Regions from separate parts of the Sus scrofa genome. Here region 2 is linked to region 1. Evidence: chromatin contacts called from public HiChIP or PLAC-seq data. All regions are on one chromosome and are shown on one strand. The core of a region is the stretch at or near the end of the contact, and the rest is flanking DNA. Distances in the headings are between cores, read along the strand shown.

What was found. HiChIP or PLAC-seq counts read pairs in DNA pulled down with a chosen protein or histone mark.
Region 2: a contact with region 1 is called in an H3K27ac HiChIP or PLAC-seq map of alveolar macrophages. The contact joins two enhancer-like sites. A contact is called at or near these places in 10 of 47 Hi-C or Micro-C datasets (blood, embryonic fibroblasts, fibroblasts and 7 more) and 2 of 2 datasets of contacts at active chromatin or transcription factors (alveolar macrophages and skeletal muscle).

The regions. Positions count from the first base shown.
Region 1 is chr7:20,720,025-20,723,996 of Sscrofa11.1, forward strand. It overlaps the pseudogene LOC110261488. Among named protein-coding and RNA genes, the nearest start is that of HFE, 37 kb to the right of the region's middle. Within about 2 kb of position 1,302, at least 71 of the 83 cell types and tissues checked have an H3K27ac peak or open chromatin away from gene starts, as enhancers often do. A contact at or near this core is called in alveolar macrophages and retroperitoneal adipose tissue, where this site is marked.
Region 2 is chr7:20,763,121-20,766,949 of Sscrofa11.1, forward strand. It overlaps HFE (hereditary hemochromatosis protein), which reads left to right. Exons shown (of 5, transcript XM_021098424.1): 3 at 126-425; 4 at 1,483-1,993; 5 at 2,976-3,829. The coding sequence ends at 3,012. Among named protein-coding and RNA genes, the nearest start is that of HFE, 6.4 kb to the left of the region's middle. Within about 2 kb of position 1,426, at least 7 of the 83 cell types and tissues checked have an H3K27ac peak or open chromatin away from gene starts, as enhancers often do. A contact at or near this core is called in alveolar macrophages and retroperitoneal adipose tissue, where this site is marked.

The DNA.
Region 1 (3,972 bases), core at 52-2,551:
AATTAATGTTTAGTTTTTCAAAAATGTAACTTTCAAAGTATTGCTTTGACACGAAATCAATCAGTGGAAGAAGAACAAAAGTAAATGTGAGAAGCGTCTAGGATAGAACGTAGTAGCCAATGAAACTGCATGGTTGTTGGAAAGTTTAAAAGAAGACCAATCAGAGCCTGAGACGTAAACATTTTCTCGTCCAATCAGTATACTCTAGGTACTATATATACTAGCTATGTGTCTAGCCAACTTATTTGTGCAAGTACTTAGTACGCTTTTTTAGGTGTAGGTATGGCCCGTACTAAGCAAACCGCTCGTAAATCTACCGGCGGCAAGGCGCCGCGTAAGCAGCTGGCTACAAGGCTGCCGCAAGAGCGCACCGGCCACCGGTGGCGTGAAAAAACCCCATCGCTATAGGCCGGGCACCGTGGCCCTGCGTGAGATTCGCCGCTACCAAAAGTCCACGGAGCTGCTGATCCGTAAGCTGCCGTTCCAGCGGCTGGTGCGCGAGATCGCGCAGGACTTCAAGACGGACCTGCGCTTTCAGAGCTCTGCAGTGATGGCGCTGCAGGAGGCCTGCGAAGCCTACCTGGTGGGGCTTTTCGAGGACACCAACCTGTGTGCCATCCACGCCAAGCGCGTCACCATCATGCCCAAGGACATCCAGCTAGCTCGCCGCATTCGCGGAGAACGGGCATAATTGCCGATTTCCTTTGAAAGTTAAGCCAAAGGCTCTTTTCAGAGCCACCCATATTTTCAAATGAAGTAGCTGTAAACTAATTTTCAACTCGAATTGGCTTAATATAGCTTGCCATCTGCTGGAAAAGGAAAGCAAACAACAGCTTTCACAGGTGTGCCCTCTGTAAAAGTCCCCTGCGTATGCGAACAGACTGACCCCTTTGATAAGTAGTACTGCTCATGCTCTAGTAAAAAGATTAGAGGCATTGGAAAGAATAGGCACTGCAGAGAACTGAAAAAAATAAGGCCTTGTAAGCATCAGTTGCAAAACAAAGCGTTATCAAAAATGGGTAAAAAGTAAAACATGTCAGAAAAAGCTAGTTAACTGTGAATTTAAATTTATAATTTCTTTGATCTCGATATTTATAAGACTAACAAATTTTATTGTGAAATTTTTACCTTCGATTTTTTTTCTACTTAGAATTTTTGGACTCACGTTCCCTTTAAGCCTAGCTCCGGTACTGCATTAGAACAAAGCCCAGCTAAAGAAGCAGACTATTGGTCAAACTGGCTCTGCCTGACTGCCCTACCCGCCCTGCCGTCCCCGCCCTTCCGCCGGTTTGGAGGAGGGGTTAAGGGAGGGGATTATTGGCGTCACATTTCCCGCCTGCGCGCTTCCCATTCTCTCGGTGGGGGGGGGGGGGAGGGGAGTATGTATATAAGGGTGGCCTCTGAGGCTCTTTGTCGTTTGCTGCTGGTTCGCTTCTCTTGTGAGCATGTCTGGACGCGGCAAGGGCGGCAAGGGCCTGGGAAAAGGCGGCGCCAAGCGCCACCGCAAGGTGCTGCGAGACAACATCCAGGGCATCACCAAGCCCGCCATCCGGCGCCTGGCTCGGCGCGGCGGCGTCAAGCGCATCTCCGGCCTCATCTACGAGGAGACCCGCGGGGTGCTGAAGGTGTTCCTGGAGAACGTGATCCGGGACGCCGTCACCTACACCGAGCACGCCAAGCGCAAGACCGTCACGGCCATGGACGTGGTCTACGCGCTCAAGCGCCAGGGACGCACCCTCTACGGCTTTGGTGGTTAAGTACTGATTCCCCATCAAAACTTTTTCTAAACCAAAGGCCCTTTTCAGGGCCACCCAAACATTCAACAAAAGGCTGTAACTATGCTGTAGTAAAAATGAACGATGAGAAGTTCCTCATCAGGAAAGATTGCGGAGCTAACAGCAAAAGTAAGTCCGAGATCTTTACATTCCTACACCAAGGTAACTCCCAGTCTTTCTCTCATTCACTGTATACTGGTGTGTTTGGGGGTTGAGAGTCTCAACTCATTAAAAGTGGAATACAACCTTGAAAGCTAGAAACTTTAATTGGTTTCCAGGCACAAAGAGCACTGCCCAATCGGCAAGCCCCATTCATGGGTGTTAGCCAATCAGAACTGATGATCTCATGTGATTTTCCTGGTGCGACCAATATTGGGGGCGTGCGAAAGCGGGAGAGAAACTCCAAAGCCCTGTTCAGTGAATTTTTGTTTTTAATCTGTGTTTTTACGTATTATGAAACAGACTCAGACATCTGAACGGTTCTCAGTCGCGTCCTGAGAACAGTGCTGAAATTACCGCCACCAACGGTGGTTTGTCTTGATTAAAAAAGTAATCTGAAATGGTGGGTAAAAGAAACAAGATTCAGCTCCAGAAAATCCAGGGCATTGAATTCAAGCGAAATTAAAATTAATTTATGAAGAAAACGAGCTTCCATCTTGGTGTCAACACAGCCCTCAACAGTTAGTGGTACTTTTTTACCTTCCTTCACAGAGGAATAGATATTTGATAGAATTTTGCAGTATCTAAAATCAGATTGTAGTGATGGTTGTACAAGTTAATATACTAAAGTTCACTGAGTTGGACACTTAAAGTGGGTGAATTTTATGAGATGTACATATATATACACACACATACACACCGTCAGGCAGGGTGGCAGAAAAGGAAATTTTTAGAGTAGGCACTGCTGGTCTGTGAGGAGGTTCTCTTGCTAAACCTGGAAATATGGTCTAGTCAATTGCAGCCACAAAAGGTTATGAAGCAAGAATGGCCCTAATCCAAGCATGTTCCAGAAGTATGCCAGACTTTAGAACTCAGCTGGAAAAGTGACCTGAATTAACTTGAAGTTGGCTAATAGGGAAAAGTTTATTCCCCTCTAAAAAGATATTCACAAATGCCTCTAACATTGTGGGGTTTGGGGTTTTTTTGTAAATTTTTATCATTCAAAAAAAAAATTTTTTTTTTTTTGGCCACACCTGAGACATGCAGAAGTTGTCAGTCCAGGGATTGATACTGTGCCATAGCTGTAACCAGAACCACAGCAGTGACAACCCTGGATCCTTAACCCACTGAGCTACAACTGAACTGTCTAGTTTTTTGGTTTATTTATTTATTTATTTATTTATTTGTCTTTTTGCCATTTCTAGGGCCGCTCCCGCGGCATATGGAGGTTCCCAGGCTAGAGGTCCAATCGGAGCTGTAGCCTCCGGCCTATGCCAGAGCCACAGCAACGCGGGATCCGAGCCGCATCTGCGATCTACACCACAGCTCAAGGCAACGCCGGATCGTTAACCCACTGAGCAAGGGCAGGGATCGAACCCGCAATCTCATGGTTCCTAGTCGGATTCGTTAACCACTGCACCACGACGGGAACTCCTATTTTTGTTTTTTTTTTTAATAATTTTTATGGATGGAGGGCTGATTTCAGGCTCAGTATGTTAGTTTCAGTCAGTGTTCCTCCTAGTTTTTGCATACCATTTCCCCCCTATTAGCTGTCCTCCAAGATTTCTTGAGGAATGATAATTACCTAGACTGTCTTAATTTAAACTGACAATAGGGAGCATTCAGAGTTGCATCCTGGATGACCAGAGGAGCAAAAATTGGGCCTGGTTGAGAGAGTGGTTACTTTATATTTTCCTTAGCTGGTGTCCTGGTGTCCTTCAGAAGATATTTATTGATTTTGTGTAATGTGCCAGATACTGTTGTAGGCATTGGGATACACATCACTAAGCAATTTAGAAAGAATTTCCTGTCCTCCATTCAAAGCCTATGTAATGACGGGTGAATATCGATTTCCTATACTGGAGGGAGGTGTGGTTGCTCCATAGACCAGCTTCTGTTATGGTTGGCCTGTCTTTTTTAGTTAATAGCCTTGTAGATAGTTTCAGACTGATTTTAGTCATACCTACCACTGCCCTGGGTGAAAATGTGTGAGCATTCCTCAGTCCTAACACTCATGAAATCCTTGTTCAGAACATAG
Region 2 (3,829 bases), core at 176-2,675, 43 kb after region 1:
GGCATCAGAGGGCCAGGAGCTTGAGAGCTTTGGGGTGGGGGGTGCAGGGAAGAGGGCTGGACTTTGCTTCCTGAGGTCATTCAGTCCCATCACAGTGGAAACAGGACCTGCTCCTTTGGTTTCAGTAACGAAGCTGGGAGTGTTGCCAGAGTCCCACACCCTGCAGGTGATCCTGGGCTGTGAAGTGCAAGCGGACAACAGCACCAGAGGGTTCTGGAAGTATGGGTACGATGGGCAGGACCACCTGGAGTTCCACCCTGAGACGCTGGACTGGGGGGCGGCAGAGCCCAGGGCCTGGGCCACCAAGCTGGAGTGGGAAGTCAGTAAGATCCGGGCCAAGCAGAACAGAGCCTACCTGGAGCGGGACTGCCCGGAGCAGCTGCGGCGCTTGCTGGAGCTGGGGAGAGGGGCTCTGGACCAGCAAGGTAAGGCAGGAGCACCCTCTGCTCCTCTTGTGACAGAGGGAAGGGGGATGCAGGGCACGGGATCTTGGGTGGGGTTTCAGACATGCCCAAGGTTGTGTGACACTCTGGCAAGGAGCCGAGGTCTGAGTTCCCCACCCTGAGCTTTCCAGCTTCCAACGGGGATAAAAGCCTATCATATGCTGTGGTTTTAATTTTTTTAATCCATGCATGTAGCGAAAGAACTATGATTTTTTTTTTCTCTTGATTTAACCAAGAACCCTACATGAATTTATAACCTTCAGGAATTCAGAAATGCTCATGCTCACATGAATACCAAGGCAAGAAATGAATGAGTGAGGCAACCCATCACAGTAGCAGAATCCTGACAGTTAAAGGTCATTCCCACTGAATATGGCTGTAGTCACTTGTCACACCTTGTAAGGTGGTCGCTGAAGGCTGGCTACCGAACAAGGCCCCCCCCCCTTTTTTTTCTTGGGCGGCTTCCGCGGCATATGGAGGTTCCCAGGCTAGGGGTCTAATCGGAGCCATAGCCACCGGCCTACGCCAGAGCCACAGCAACGCCGGATCCTTAGCCCACTGAGCAAGGCCAGGGATCGAACCTTCAACCTCATGGTTCTTAGTCGGATTCATTAACCACTGCGCCAAGACGGGAATTCCCAAGGCCCCTTCTTATAAGAATACTTATTGGGAACATTGAACATTGGGATTACCAGTAGTACATACTCAACCTTTTTTGATCCTCATAAGGAGCAATTTTATCTGATTCAACTTAATATATTAACAAAGCACATGGGATATGGGCAACAACTGTGCCTATTTACATGTGAGATCAGAGAACAAGTTGATATGACCTTGTCTGCTCTCCATGTGACACCACATTGGAACCAAATCCGGGAACATGTTTTAGGACACAAAATGGTCTGTCTCTCCTACACTTGCTTTGTCTGCACAGGGTAACGCCTTCCTCCATCCTGTAGAGAAAGGGAAGTGAAAGTTCTGGTCTTCCCAGCCAGGGTAGGAAGATTCCCCCTCCAGATCCTTCCTTCTTCCTCTCCAGCGCCTCCTTTGGTGAAGGTGACTCATCACGTGGCCTCTGCGGTGACCACTCTACGCTGTCAGGCTCTGAACTTCTACCCCCAGAACATCACCATGAGGTGGCTGAAGGACAGGCAGCCACTGGATGCCAAGGACATTGAGCCCAGGGATGTGCTGCCCAACGGGGATGGGACCTACCAGAGCTGGGTGGCTTTGGTGGTGCTCCCTGGGGAGGAGCAGAGATACAGCTGCCAGGTGGAGCACCCAGGCCTGGATCAGCCCCTCACTGCCCGCTGGGGTATGGATGAGAGCCAGGGGCTGGGAAAACCTGGTGTGGATGGGGTGGGAGTGGTTACCAAAGCAAGGGTCTGCCCTGGGCTGGGGCAGCGGTCACGGGCTCTCACTCGCTTTTGCTGTTTCAGAGCCCTCGCTGTCTGGCACCCTGGTCATTGGAATCATCAGTGGGATTGCTGTTTGTGTCATCATCTTTACTGGAATTTTGTTCAGAATCTTAAGGAGAAGGCAGGCTTTAAGTAAGTAGGAAAACAGAGGAAGCTTCCTGGTACCTTGGCTCCCAGGATGCACTAATTCTCCTCCAGGAGGTGGGGCAAAGGGAGGGCAAAGGGGTTTGGCATCTGAGAGAAGCCTTCTCTTTTTCTCTGGGAGCCTTGGCACCTCCCTGGGAGCAGGAATTAATAGGTTTCTTCGGAATGAAAGCTCCTAATTCAACAAATATCTCGTGAGTGCCTATTATTTTGCACGCTTCTGTAGTGCAGGTGTTTTGAGGCTGAGTCACTGCCGCTATTCTCAGAACCCAAGTTAGTAGGGAATGAAATCCGTAACACAGGTTGATGCAGTTTAAGAAGAGTCCCAAAGGTCCTAAGGCAGATAGGAGGCAAAGGCTTTGGGGTGTCAAGGGAAGGGGTGATCATATTCATTGTCTGGGAATCAAGAAAGGCTTCTGGATCTTGAAGAAGTAGAATATTTTCAGATGAAGTTGAGGAGGGGAGATTCATGCAGATGAAGCAAACATGAAAATGGGAGAATGTGAGGCATGCTGGGGGTGGGGGGGGAGGTGAGAAGCTATTATCATACCTCACCCTTGACTTTGCATACTTGCCAATCTGCATTTCTCCTCCCTAAGCATCCATGTTGCCCGGGAAAGGGGCAGACAGAAACCAGCTCCCTTAGAGCCCTGGGGGACTTTGGGGTGTCCGATGATGTTGTGAGCACTTGAGGGGGCTGGAAAAAGCAGGGACTTAAATAAGCAAGGAGGGACCCAATCTCTCTGGTCTGGAGAGTGAGTTGTTAGGAGGTGAGACTGGAGGCAAGGAGACCAGTTAGAAAGCTGCCCAGAACTTCCAGATGGAGTTGAAGGTCTCCGAAATCTAGGAGTCCCCTTGGGCAGGGAGTGGTCAGAGTTGAGATGAGTGGATGCCGGAGGAGCGAGATGGGGAGGAGACGAGAGACTTTCCCCAGTCTGTGATACCTCTTCCCTGGGTCTTATCTTTACAGGAGCAGCCTCGGGGGACTATGTCTTAGCCGAATGTGAATGAAGAGCATGCTGCCTGCAGATCTGGTGGGGAGGAGACCTAACTCTTTGAGACTCAAAGAGAGGGAGCTCTTGTGGCCTTCTTCATGTCAAAAGACAGCTGGACCTAAAAAATAAGAACTGTCTCAGGAACTCTCTGCTCTTAGCCTCTCCAGTTCCCTCTCAAAGAGCTTCCCCATTTAGGTTCCTGAGTTCCTGCCTGCCGAGGGGCCCCAGCTGTGACCTCTCCCCCAGAATCTGCTCTCCTGAATCCCAAGCTGCTTCTAGAGCCAGTCTTCATTTCCTGTGTCACCTCAGACTCCATATACCTACGTCATCTCATCTCCTAACCGTGGGAGGAGGCGTCTGAAATTTGAGGGATTCATGATTCCTTTAAACATCTGAGAAAAGCTTTGAACCTTCACCTCAGGACATACATTCTAATACACCTACCAGCATTTGACACACACATCCAGACATTTCCTGGACCCACTCAAGTTTCCTTTTAATTCTGTCTCTCTTATTCAAGAACTCACCTGTCACCAAGCTCTGTGGTTTCTTCCATCAGAGAGAGATCTGGGCAGTAGTACAGCTCTGAAGGCTGTGCACTGCACAACCCGAGGAGGCGCATTTTCCAGAAGAGGCATCATGCATGTTTGAGTGTAATATGAGAGTTTTCCAGAAAATGGGAGGGAAATGCTTGAGAAGGGATGTCGTTTTCTAGTTTGCACAAAGATGCCATATAGGTTTCCTTAGGTTAAGGATACTTGCATTTGCAATGGCTCTCGCTCCTATATGCCAGACTTGAAGTAGCACTGGACTTGGTCTCTGCTGATAC